2 separate regions of the Mus musculus genome follow, and region 2 is linked to region 1. The links are chromatin contacts, called in public promoter capture Hi-C maps. All regions are on one chromosome and are shown on one strand. The core of a region is the stretch at or near the end of the contact, and the rest is flanking DNA. Distances in the headings are between cores, read along the strand shown. Region 1 overlaps Ncmap (noncompact myelin associated protein). Region 2 holds the start of Myom3 (myomesin family, member 3).

Region 1 (6,571 bases), core at 2,686-5,185:
CACGTGCGTGCGCGCGCCTGTGTTCCTGGAGTTACAGGTGGTTGTGAGCCATATGATGTAGGTACTAGGAACCCAAAACTGGTTCCTTTGCAAGAAGAGTGTGTACTCTTAGCTGCAGATCCATCTCTCCAGCCCCCTTATTTAGCTTTATTCTGTTTTAGGACAGGAGACATGTAGTTTATTTATTTATTTATTTATTTATTTATTTATTTATATATGAGTACACTGTAGCTGTCTTCAGACACACACCAGGAGAGTGTATCGGATCCCATTACAGATGGTTGTAAGCCACCATGTGGTTGCTGGGAATTGAACTCAGGACCTCTGGAAGAGCAGTCAGTGCTCTTAACCACTGAGCCAGCTCTCCAGCCGGAGACATGTAGTTTAGACTGGACTTGAACTTTCTGTGTAGTTGAAGATGACCTGTAACTCCTGATCCTTCTGCCTCTGCCTTGAGTGCTGGATCCCAGGTGTGCACTACCACGGCTGGATCCCAGGTGTGCACTACCATGGCTGGATCCCAGGTGTGTACTACCATGGCTGGATCCCAGGTGTGCACTACCATGGCTGGATCCCAGGTGTGCACTACCATGGCTGGATCCCAGGTGTGCACTACCATGGCTGGATCCCAGGTGTGCACTACCACGACTGGAAATCCAGGTGTCCTTTTAACTACTGCATATGTAAGACAGTTAGTCCCGTAGGGCAGCTGTTTCAGACAGAAGACTGACTTTTTTTTTTAAGAATTTATTTATTTTATTTATATGAGTGCACTGTAGCTGTCATCAGACACACCAGAAGAGGGCATCAGATCCGTTTATAGATAGTTGTGAGCCACCATGGGGTTGCTGTGAATTGAACTCAGGACCTCTGGAAGAGCAGTCAGTGCTCTTAACCGCTGAGCCATCTCTCCAGCCCAAGACTGACATTTAAAAGATTTGTTCTTATTTTATGTATATGGGTGTTTTACCTACATGAGTGTGCACCGTGAGCATGTAGTGCCCAAAATTGCCAGAAGGGGGCGTCAGACCCTACAGGTACTGGAGTCACAGAAGGGTGTAAGACATTGTCTGGGTTCCGGGAACTGAACTTGGGTCCTGTGTAGGAGCAACCAGTGCTCTTAACTGCTGAGCCTTCTCTTTCCAGTGCCTATTCCTAAAACCTTACCAGACTATGGTGTGCACACACATGGCCGCACCAATGGATCTGTAGGTAGGTATAGAAGACCTGTAAACATCCTTGCCTATGTGTTGCTTATTTTTGCATTTTCCAAATCATCTTTAAAAAAACCACATTAATTGCACATTATCCAAAAAAAGGTGTGTGGGGGGGACTGGAGAGATAGTTCAGCGGGTAAGAGCACTGATTACTCTTCCAAAGGTCCTGAGTTCAAATCCCAGCAACCACACGGTAGCTCACAACCACCCATAATGAGATCTGATGTCCTCTTCTGGTATGTCTGAAGACAACAATAGTGTACTTATTTATAATAATAAAGAAATCTTTGGGCCGGAGCAAGCAGGGACTGAGCAAGCAGGGTTGACCAGAGCGAGGTCCTAAAAATTCAATTCCCACAACCACATGAAGGCTCACAACCATCTGTACAGCTACAGTGTACTCATATACATAAAATAAATAAATAAATCTTCAAAAAGAGGGGAGGACGGTGTACTGATCTGTTCTGTGGACGTTTAGAGCTGTGCTGATAGGAGGAGCCAGGCAGGCACCATGGCACATACCTGCAAATCCCAGCCCTTTAGAGTCAGAGGAGGAGAATCAGGAGTTCAAGGCCATCACTGGCTCCTCCGCTGTGGGCCTGAGCTGAGGTAGCATCGGCAGAGCCAGTGTGATGAGCCGCCCACTCATGATTCGGGAGGCAGAGATAGAGAAACACTATAAGATGACCTTCAAGGGCCCTAGTGCCCCTGCCCCTTCCTCTCACCAGGCCCCTCTCCCATACAGTTCCTGTCACCTCGCAATAGTGCCATCAAACTATAAATTCAATAGCTAAATCTGATTAGATCAGGGCCAATGATCAGTAACTCAGTCCAATAGCCAGAGAACAAATCATTACTCTGTGAGATTTAGGTGGATCCAGGTCATGCATGACAAGGGCAGACTGGGGAGTCCCCAATCTGTATGTCAGCTCCTGTCTTTACCATCTCTGTTCTCTCTTATTTTGTATTTGAATTCATTTACCTTTTTTGGTGTGTGTGTGTGTGTGTGTATGTGTATACACGCATGCACGCGCATTTGCTTGTGTGTGTCCATGCTGGCATAAGAGTGCCCCGTGACACACACTCAGAGGTCAGAGGACACCCTCAATACCAGTCCTGCCCTTCTACCTACCTTGCCTATAACAGGGTCTCTTTGTTATTTTCCCCACTGTACCCCAGCATACGCCAGGCTAGGGGGCCTGCAGGCTTCTGGGGGTCCTCCTGTCACTGCCCACCGTGCCCACAGGAGCCCTGGGATTCCTATGCTGACTCATGAGGTTCCTGGGGACTCATAGATGTCTGATAAGAGCTTCTCCCACTTTCCGTTCCCTCTTCTCTGCAGGCTCTGGAGCCATCGTGGCTGCCATTGTGGTGGTTGTCATCATCATTGTCACCTTGGTGCTGATCCTGCTGAAGATGTACAACAGGTACCGGAGGCCCAGAACTCGCCAGTTCTCCACCCCCACACACAGACCTCCCACCCATTCCACCTGTAGACTGTTAGCTCACCTGCCATGCAAGACCCTGCCCTCTGAAACTCTTTGTCAGAGCTGAGGTTCAAACCCAAACCATGCGGTTTCAAAGAAAATATTCCCACCATAGCATGTGACAATGACAGGGGCAGGGGATGAAGTTTGGAAGGTGGAGCTCTTGCCTAGCATCCGTGAAGGCCTGGGTTTGAGTCCCAGTACCTTATAAATCAAGTATGGTGGCACTCAGGAGATAAAGGCAGGAGGACCAGAAGTGTACAGGATGAATTTGAGGCCAGCCTGAGCTACATAAGACCCTGACTCCAAGCCAACAACAATAGTAGCGTTAAGTATTATTTTTTTAATTTATTTATTATTATATATGAGTACACTGTAGCTGTCTTCAGACACACCAGAAGAGGACATCAGATCTCATTGCAGATGGTTGTGAGCCACCATGTGGTTGCTGGGATTTGAACTCGGGACCCTTGGAAGAGCAGTCAGTGCTCTTAACCGCTGAGCCATCTCTCCAGCCCTAAGTATTATTTTTAAAGCCTTTGACGGTGTTACCATATGAACCTATAGGAAACAAGGAAGCAGCGTTGAATTCCAGTGTCCCCTAAGGAGTTAGGATCTATCAGTGGATGAAATATCACATCAGGACTCACTATTGTTAACTACTGAATTTTATGGTATATAGAATGAAGATAGAATTCTCAGTTTGCCAGTTTGTTTGAGACGGCATCTTCCCAGGTAGCCCAAGCTGGCCTCAGATGTTCCTGTCTCAGCCTTAAAAGTCCTGGGATTGTAGACATTTTAAGTCAGTTCTCTTCTCGATTATAATAAGATATTCTGAAATATTCTTAGCAAAACATTTAGCATGCATACTCATGCTGCTGCAAACCTTGAAGGGCTTCCCTTAGCCTTGAATGTGGCCATGCTCAGATTCCATTCAGTGTCAGGGACAGATTGCAGTTTAGCGGTTTAATTTAAACAGACTATCCCACAGTGAGCCAAGCTGATGTTGAAGGGCCTTCCCAATTGTAACAGTGGCGATTGAACAGTGTGACCTTACGATGAGCCACGGTTACAGAGCCCATTCTTCACCGTCTCGTTCGTTACAGGAGAATGAGGACCAGGCGGGAGCTGGAGCCCAAGAGCCCAAAGCCACCTGTCCCTCCTGCCCTGGACCCCAGCAGCAATGGCAGCCAGCAGCCTGCTACTGTGACCTTCGACCCTGCCAATGTCCATGTGGAGACTCGGTGACCCTGCCTTGGCGCCATTCCTGCCTCTCTGCAAAGAGCTTTGATGACCTGAAAGTCCACTCTGCTGGCAGCTTCACCAAGTTCTTTCTGGTTGGGTAAACTGAGGCACCCTTCAAACAGCCCCTGCAGCTTGAAGCCACCCTCACCTGTGCTCTGGCCACCCCAGCTATGTCCACGTCCCTGCTGCCACTCGACCAAAGCTCTGAGGACATTTCTTCTGTTACCTGACGAGAAGCACTGAGCTGGGGAAACTGGTGTGAGTCTGGTTGTCGCCTCACAAGTGCGACGGCTAGACAGCTTGATAGACAGACATCTGAGTCTTCTGCTCATGGTCAGGGAGTGTTAAAGAGAGTGTTCCCCAGGGAGCCACTGGGAGCATCTCAACTTAAGGGCATGTCCACAGCTTCCTCAATCCCATAGCCAGATGCAGGGAAACTAACTTGGACTAACTAGCCACAAAACCAACTTGGTAGCATCTAACTGATGCAGTACTAGATGGCCACTAGCCAGCTCCTAATGGCCAGTCAGCGCTCTCCCCCTTTAACAAAGGGTACAGAGGCTGGATAAAGTGGCACGTGCCTGTCATCACAGTGCTCAGTAAAAGCGGGAACACTGGGATTGCAGGACCAGCTTTGACCACATTCAGAGATGCTTCTCTTTTAAAAAAAAAAAAAAAAGAAAGAAAGAAAGAAAAAGAATAAACAGTATTCTTCAAAACTTCTACTTCATTAATAGTCAGAAGGAAGATGTACCCCGAGGAGCAGAGGCTAGCTCAAGGATGAGAAGCATAGGCTAGCTCTAGGATAAGAATTGTTGCATTGCTCAAGGTCCTGGGCTATGTGGTAGCTGCTCTGGGCTCTTTCTGCTGCCCCAGGCAGACTACCCTGACCCCCCATTTCCTGGCTCTCTTTTATTTGGTTGCTAAGCTTCCCTGGCAGTCCTCTTGCCTCTGGGGACAAGTATTTTGAACCCATTAAACCTTGTATTTCCTGCATGCTTTTTTGTCACCTTGCAGAGTCAAAGCACAACACTGTCAACTGATTCTCTGTGACAGCTGACCCCTGACCCTGGGCCAGAAGACAGTCCACAAACAAGGACAAACATTTTAGGATTAAGATTTATAGCTGGGCGTGGTGGCACACACCTTTAATCCCAGCAGAGGCAGGCGATTTCTGAGTTCAAGGCCAGCCTGGTCTACAAGGCCAGCTAGGGCTATACAGAGAAACCCTGTCCCAGAAAGAAAGAAAGAAAGAAAGAAAGAAAGAAAGAAAGAAAGAAAGAAAGAAAGAAAGAAAGAAAGAGTGTAAGAAAGAGAACAAGAGAGTAGATCACCTGACATCCTCATCTGACCTCCTGGTTTGCTCATAAGGGAACATATGCCACGCACATGCAACACACACAACTTTTTTGTGTGTCTTAGGGAAACAACGGGGGTCTTACTATGTAGCCCTGACTGGCTTGAAACTCTGTAGACGAGGCTGGCTTTGAATCAACAGAGATCCTCCTGCCTCTATCTCTTGAGTGCTGGAATTAAAGGCGTGCACCACTACCAACACACACACACACACATACACACACACAGAGAGAGAGAGAGAGAGAGAGAGAGAGAGAGAGAGAGAGAGAGAGAGGCAGACAGAGCTTCACAGGAGGATCAAGAGTTTAAGGTCATCATCCTTGGCTACACAGAAAACTTAGGAGCACCCTGGGCTACAGAAATCCTCTCTCAACAAACAAACAAACAAAACAAAACAAAACAAAAGAAGCCTCCTTGAGTAGCTGTGGGAAGATCCTAGGAAACTCTTACCGTGGCTCAGTGGTCATCTTCCCCTTCTGTCTTAAATACCTACCACTCTCCAGGCACCGGGAGGGCATCTACTAAGTTATCTCAGAATTTCATTCTCTCCGTGAGTCTGGGAGGTCATCTTTCTTTCCACTCTCAGATGAGAGGTTCCAGTTCACAAAGAGGAGGGACCTGCCGGGAGTCACGTGCTGGGACATCATGTGCCGGGAGTCACGTGCCAGGGCTCAAAGTAGGGTCGGCCCGACTTGGCAGGAGCCTTCTTTCCATTGTATCTTCTTCCTTCCACCCTTCCCAAAAGATGTCAGCTGCTCTGAGAATGGATACACAGCAAAGCAGTCTTGTCCCTGTCCTGTGTGGAGACAGGGATCTGGCTTCCCAGGTGCAAGTGGGAGAAAGGCCATTTTGGTGGCCTCCTGTTGACTCTCATGAGCATAGCCAAGATGGCGTTCTCTGACCCACCTGTGCACCCAGTGTCCCGCTTCACTTGCTTCCCACTGAGGCCCTGGACAAGCCCTAATAGATAATGCTTCCCTGAACATGCTCTGCTTTCAAAAGCAAAACAGAAACAAACAAGCAAAGCCCTTGCGCCACCAGAGACACCTCCTCAAGGCCCTTCCCTCCATTCCAAGTACTGGGGAAAAAAAATCAGCCCAAATGTTCCAGCCTTAAACTAACCTCTCCCGCCCACAGAAGGTCTTCCCTTGCTAATTAATGCTTGGGAATGGAGGAGAGAGGTGGACAGGACAGTCAGGGCGGGAGCAAGCGAGACAACTTTACTGTTCTGCGTCTCAGTAATGAAGATAACCCAGGAAGGCTCCC
Region 2 (6,571 bases), core at 1,679-4,178, 390 kb before region 1:
CTGCAGGCTGTGCTGCCGCTCCTCTTTCTGCTCCTCCTCCTGCCTGTGTTCCAGCCTGTGGACCTGCACGGTCTGGGAGGCTTGGGGCTCCCCGGCACTCCCAGGGCTGTGGGGCAGAGTCATGGCTGCGAGCGCAATAACCTGTGAAAGCCAAAGTTTACGGTCTGTCGTCCTACCAAGCATCTGCAACTTCCCTTCCCAAGTGCTCTGAGTGTGCAGGAGCGTTTTTTTTTTTCTTTCTTTCTCTAGAGCAGTGGTTCCAACCTTCTTAAAGCTGAAGCCCTTTAGTACAGTTTCTCATGTTGTGATGACCCCCCCCACCATAAAATTATTTCACGATAACTCTAATTTTGCTGTTATGAATTATAATGTAAATATCTGAGATGCAGGATAGATATCTGACCCCCAAATGGGTTGAGAACCACGGCTCTATAGGAGCATAGGGATTGAGGCCTGAGAAGGTGAGGGACCACGGTGACAAAGGCAGAGTCTGGCTTCTCTACTGTTTCTCGTGCCTTGGCAGTGGGTAAGCAGAGACCCATCGGGGAGCAGAGAGAGCCCTGGCTCCCAGCTGCGGACCTGCTCCATTCATCCCCTTCTCCAGGGCTTGGCTTTGCAGAGGATGACAGACTGCACGCTGCTGTCCCAGGCTGGGTCTAATCTCGGAGTGAGCAGATGTCCCCTCTCTCTCTCTGTCTAGTCCTACCCATGAGCCTTTGCTGGGTTCATCACCCCAGCCGTTCCTCCAAGCCTAGCCTGAGCGCCATGTTGATTCACGATATGGGGACTGTGAATCTGTGACCCAGTGCAATCCTGTGACCCTAGTTTCTCATTCCTGCTTCTAAGTGTGCGACCTTGGACTTTATAACTTGGCTTCTTCATCCGTAAAATGTGTCCACCACACTCCTGGGATGGGCGACCAAAAGGTTAACTGAGAGCCTGGAGAAATGAGTCCCATCTAAGTGTCAGACACTCCCACCAACTTCCTCCGAAGCCTTGTAAAAACACAAGAGGCCAAGAACTTTCTCTTTGTTAGTCCTTTTGGTATTTTAAATCAGTACCTTATAATTTGATTCTCATTTAGAAAGTGCCTCCTCTTCCTGCTTAGTCCCTACCTGTATGGAGGCTGTATTTGACTCACTGGTGGTGGGGCTTAGCTGCTGAGTGTCAGCTGTAAGGTTTGGTTTTCTGTGCTGCCCCCAGCTGTGACCATCAGGGAGGTCAGTGGCTTGCAGTAAGTAATCAGTGGCCATTAAGGGCTTCTCCCAAAGGTCCCTTGGCTCCCGACAAGCATCTCAGCAGAGCCAAAGGACAGTTGCCCACTTAGGCTTGGCTCTGACTCCTCCTGGCTAAATAGCATCTCTGCACGCAGAGACCTAGCCAAGCCCGCTCATGCTACGCTCCTTCCTTGGTCTACACGTTTGACCTGGGGAGCAAGGCTCGGGCCAACAAAGAGGGTTCCTGTGCTCTGACGTCAGCACTGGCCCTCTCTCTGATACTCTGCCCTAATGAGGACAGTGGCCCACTGGCATTTGGCCTCTGGACCCCCTCCTCTGCGGTGAGCCATGGATGCTTTTTAAAGCACTGACTAAAGTGTGGGATTAAGCAGACAGGTTTGTGGCCTCCACTGCCCTTCCCCATGGGATGAGAAGCCGCACTGGCTGAGCGGGGAGTGGATGCACCCTGCCCAGTGGGTCGGCACAGGCTGGGACAGGCACGGCTCCCCAGCTCCGCCAAGGCTGTAATGGGCTGGCTCTGGTTAGTGGAGGCTCTTCCTTCCCCAGCAGAGCCCGGGGGGCCTCATCCCCTGTATGGGATGAACCTGGCAACCCCAGGGTTTGGGACTGCAGGGTCTATGCTTTTTCTCTGCCCGTGGGGTTGAACAACCAGCACTCAGCCCACACACTCCCTCCCTACTGGACCTGCCGGACCTGCCAGCTCGGGCTCCCTGATGGGCTGCCGCTCCATACAGCAAAGACTCGAGTTCCAAGGAGGTCCTCAAGGGCCTTTTCTTTTCTTTATGTTTAGCTTTAATGTCAAGGAGGGCTCACATCAGAAGACCCAGGGCTACACAGAACAGTGAAATGAAGCATGGAGTTCTTGGATACCCCGTTTTCACTTGGGGTGCTACCAAGCTCAAATCTCCCTAACAAACCCCTTTCCCAACATACTTACATATATACACTACAAACAAACAAACACACATACAGATACACACATACTCGACAGGATACGAAAACACACACAGACACACACATACCCTATAGTAGACACACAAATATTCTACGACACACACAGACACCCTACAACACACACATAGGCACATACCCTATAACACACACACATATCCTACAACACACACAGATAGACACATACCCTACAACACACACACATATCCTATAACACACACAGATAGACACATACCCTATAATATACATACCCTATAGCACAACACAGTCACATACCCTATAACACAGACACATACCCTACAACACACACACACACACGCCCTATAACACACACATAAACATTATAAATGCACATATCAAACACACATACACACATACCCCACACACTATACTATAGATACACACACCATAGTCACACAAATACTACCCCCATCATACAATAGACACACAAGAACATCATTGACTTTACATAGGCCTATGCACAGACCACCCCCACATCATCTACACATACACAAACCCGTACATCACAGACACACATACACTAGAGTTATGTACACTACACATGCACCATATATACCACCCCCATAGGTCATTCACTGTGGAAAGCTGGGGTGTCCCTCAGCCCCTGCACCCTACATGTGACTCACAGAAACAGCAGTGTCCACTGGGCAGTCTCTAGGACAGTAAGAGGCTCTCTGCTCTCTTCTTGTCCTCGGCTCAGTGAGGACGGGGGAAGAATGTGATCTGAGAGCCTTGTAACCGTCTTAAATATAGCAGCGCTGAGACAGTGCGGTGACAATGGATGGGAGCTGTGGTGAGGGTGGAGGCAGAGGGGAGGGCTGTCTCTTCCTGCCAGCACTGCTGGGCAGCAGCAACAGGTGGGGTGGCCCCCACCCCCTGCTGCTCCTCCCCCACCTCTGGCTTTTCCACCCCACCCTGCCTGGAGTAAGAGCCATGCCTCGGGCTCCAGTCTGGCTTGGGGAAAGTGGACACGTGTGTTCTCTGCTATAGAAGTCGGATCACAACTGTCCTTCCCGTTGTGGGGCACCCAGAGAAAGGTCTTCAGCTTCTCTGATCTGAATTCCCTCCTGAGAGACAGGGAACATGTCAGGGTACCTAGCTTCTTGCGGATAGTACAGAGTGTGACCTAACCATGAGAACTTTGATTCTTTTGGCTAAGGTGATGTGTGGCTTCTTCCTCTCTATTTCCCCAGCAGTTAAGGGCGCTGCTCCTGGTCAGCCCATGGTTGTGTGCGGTGGGTAAGGCAGGGCTAGGACAGGAGCTAGGGAGCCCTGAGGAGGGGACATGGCCCTCCAGAGCATGTGCAGGTCTGGGAAGGCTGTCCCAGCTCAGGTCAGAGAGCATGGTTTCACTCCCAGCCTCTTCCTCAAACCACAGGCACCAAGGTCAACCTGCCAGCTGCTCTTCCTGCAGCTTCGGAGGCTACTCCCTGGGGAGAGTGAGTGAGCGGGCACTGAGCTCTTCAGTCCTAGTCTTAATCTCCTGCCTTACTTGAAAAGCCATTTCTAAGCTTCCCTGATTCACCTCTTCCCCAGGCCAGTGTCATAGCAACTCCGGGGAGGATGTTGGCGGGTTCGCTCCCCCACCCTTTTGGTCTTCCTTCCTTCCTTCCTTCCTTCCTTCCTTCCTTCCTTCCTTCCTTCCTTCCTTCCTCTTTCTTTCTTTCTTTCTTTCTTTCTTTCTTTCTTTCTTTCTTTCTTTCTTCCTTCCTTCCTTCCTTCCTTCCTTCCTTCCTCTCTCTCTCTCTCTCTCTCTCTCTCTCTCTCTCTCTCTCTTTCTTTCTTTCTTTCTAGGAAACTTTATGTATATGAGTGTTTTACTTGTGGGCATGGTCTGTGCACTACCGCATGCACGCCTAGAGACCAGAAGGGGGCATCAGATCCCTGGGGTTGTGAGCCAGGTACCCTGACACGCTGTCTCTCAGGAAGGAATTCAGATCAGAGAAGCTGAAAACTTCCCCAGGGTAACTGGAAGGACAGTTGCAAACAAACTCTATAATTGGGAACACTTGTGCCCACTTTCCTCAAACCAGGCTGGAGCCCTAGGCAGTTCCTGGAGGCAGGGACTGGGGTGGATGGGGAAGGAGCAGTAGGAGGCGGGGCATTCCCCCCAGGTGAGTAGCTGGGAACTTATCCAGGGTCCTTTGGAGGAGCAGCCAGCTTTCTAACACTGGAACATCTCTCCAGCTCTCATTCCTATTTCGGGGGTTGTTATTTTGAGACAAGGTTTTGTTATGTAGCCCAGGCTAACTTGCAACTGACAATCTTCCTGCCTCAGTCTTGAATGCCATGATTTCAAGCATATACTCCCCTGCCATCCCCACTTCCTATTATCCCTGTCTAGAAAGAGTTTCTCTGGACTCAGACAATTGCTGTGATGGTTAAGTGTGATATGCCAGAGCTGGAGAGGTGGCTTAGTGGTTAAGAACACTGTCTGCTCTTTCAGAGGTCCTGAGTTCAAATCCCAGCAACTACATGGTGGCTCACAACCATCTGTAATGAGATCTGATGCTCTCTTCTGGTGTGTCTGAAGACACAACAGTGTACTTATATATAATGAATAAATAAATCTTTTTTTAAAAAAAAGTGTGATATGCCTTTGTGAAGCAGAACATAGGCCCTGGTTGTCCCTGACCTCTGAGGCAGACGGAAGGAACTCAGGCATGTGCCAGACTTGGGAGGCATCTCAGATTCTGTTCAGGATCCCATTCATCCCTGGATTTATAACTTAAGCAAGCCACCATGTTCTGGTTTATCTACACTCCAGGGGACAGTAATGACTGTCTCTCAGTCTTCTGGCAGAGCATGGAGCTGCAGATCTGTAATCCCAGCATCCAGGAGACTGAGGCAGATGGATCCAGGCATCCAGACCCAGCCTGGGCTACACACTGAGACCTTGTCTCCAACTGGATTGTCTGAAAGGAAGGGTCCCAGGAGGGTCCACAGCCTCCCCAACACCAGACATACTGTAGACAGTTGATAGACCAGGGCTCCTCTAGTCACTTAACTCTGGGGATACTGAAGAGCTCGCTTCGCCCCATCCATCTGGGCTTGCAGTCCATTCTCCTATACCCCTCAGCTGATCATGCATGGTGATGCATGGGTCCTTTGTAAGTATGGTCAAACCTCACTCAGGAAGCTGAGCAGACATAAGATGACTGAAGTCACATAACTCTTTGCTTAGATGCCAGGCATAGGCACCTCTATTCATGAACGAGGAATTTGCTCTCCTTTCTTTATTATTACTATTATTATTATTATTATTTTAAATTGAGACAAGTCTCACTATATAGCTGAGGCTGGCCTTGAACTCATAATCCTCAGTACCTTGAGTGATGGGATTATAAGTGTGTGACATCATGCTCAGCCTTCAGCCTCCTTCCTGAGCCTCAGTTTCTTTAACTGGAGAACGTTTTAGATAGGAGGGATGTTGTGTTGTCTTGTTCTCTCTGTCCCTACCCCAAAGGAAGTAATTCCTGGAAGACAGCTCTGTCCTCAACTTGACTTTAAAAATGAATGGGAAGCCAGGTGTGGTAGTGTATGCCAATATTCATACCACTTGGTAGGTCAAGGCAGGAGGACCAGGAGTTCAAGTGTACCCTAGACTATGTACCAAGTTTGAGGTCAACCTGTGCTACATAAGACTCTGTCTCAAAGTGGCCTTGTTCTCGATACTTCTGTGCGATTATGAACTCTGTCCGTCAGCCTCGGGGCCTGTGGTCTTGAGACCAAGTGCCATGCCTACGACAAAGTTGCAGAGTTCTGATGGAGAGATATTTGAAGTTGCTGTAGAAACTGCCAAACAATCTGTGACCGTCAAGGCCGTGCCGGAAGAGTTGGGAATGGATGATGATCCTGTTCCTTTACCAAATGTTAATGCAGCAATTCTGAAAGAGGTCATTCAGTGGTGCTCCCACCACAAAGAGGACCCTCCTCCCCTGAGGATGATGAAAACAAAGAAAACGGACAGATGATATTCCTGTTTGGGACCAAGAATTCCTGAAAGTTGACCAAGGAATACTTTTTGAACTTATTCTGGCTGCAAACTACTTAGACATCAAAGGTTTGCTTGATGTCACATGCAAGACTGTGGCCATTAAGATTAAGGGGGAAACTCCTGAGGAGATTCGTAAAACCTTCAATATCAAAAATGACTTTACTGAAGAGGAGGAGGCCCAGGTACGCAAAGAGAACCAATGATGTGGCGAGAAGTGAACTGCTGTGCCTGTTACCATAACACTAGAAGGGTTGTTCCAAGTGCCAGTTGCACTGCTCTGTTTACAATTGTTAATATTAGAGATCAGTAGATAAACATCGCCTTGTCTTCACTGCGTGTGTAGTTCCAGTGAAGATCAGACCTG

Evidence for each region. Promoter capture Hi-C pulls out the DNA fragments that hold promoters and counts their contacts.
Region 2: a contact with region 1 is called in a promoter capture Hi-C map of liver, with 2.1 times the contacts expected there. The contact joins the promoter of Myom3 here to the enhancer-like site in region 1. A contact is called at or near these places in 4 of 39 promoter capture datasets (the 3T3-L1 cell line, cranial neural crest, liver and 1 more), 1 of 484 Hi-C or Micro-C datasets (liver) and 2 of 115 datasets of contacts at active chromatin or transcription factors (embryonic stem cells and pancreatic cancer cells).

What each region holds. Positions count from the first base shown.
Region 1 is chr4:135,367,950-135,374,520 of GRCm38.p6, reverse strand. It overlaps Ncmap (noncompact myelin associated protein), which reads left to right. Exons shown (of 5, transcript NM_145555.2): 4 at 2,560-2,644; 5 at 3,811-4,944. The coding sequence ends at 3,952. Among named protein-coding and RNA genes, the nearest start is that of Srrm1, 18 kb to the right of the region's middle. Within about 2 kb of position 3,935, at least 7 of the 459 cell types and tissues checked have an H3K27ac peak or open chromatin away from gene starts, as enhancers often do. A contact at or near this core is called in liver, where this site is marked.
Region 2 is chr4:135,756,072-135,762,642 of GRCm38.p6, reverse strand. It overlaps Myom3 (myomesin family, member 3), which reads right to left and starts at 2,928. Exons shown (of 37, transcript NM_001085509.2): 1 at 2,837-2,928; 2 at 1-141. The coding sequence starts at 123. It also overlaps the pseudogene Gm12988.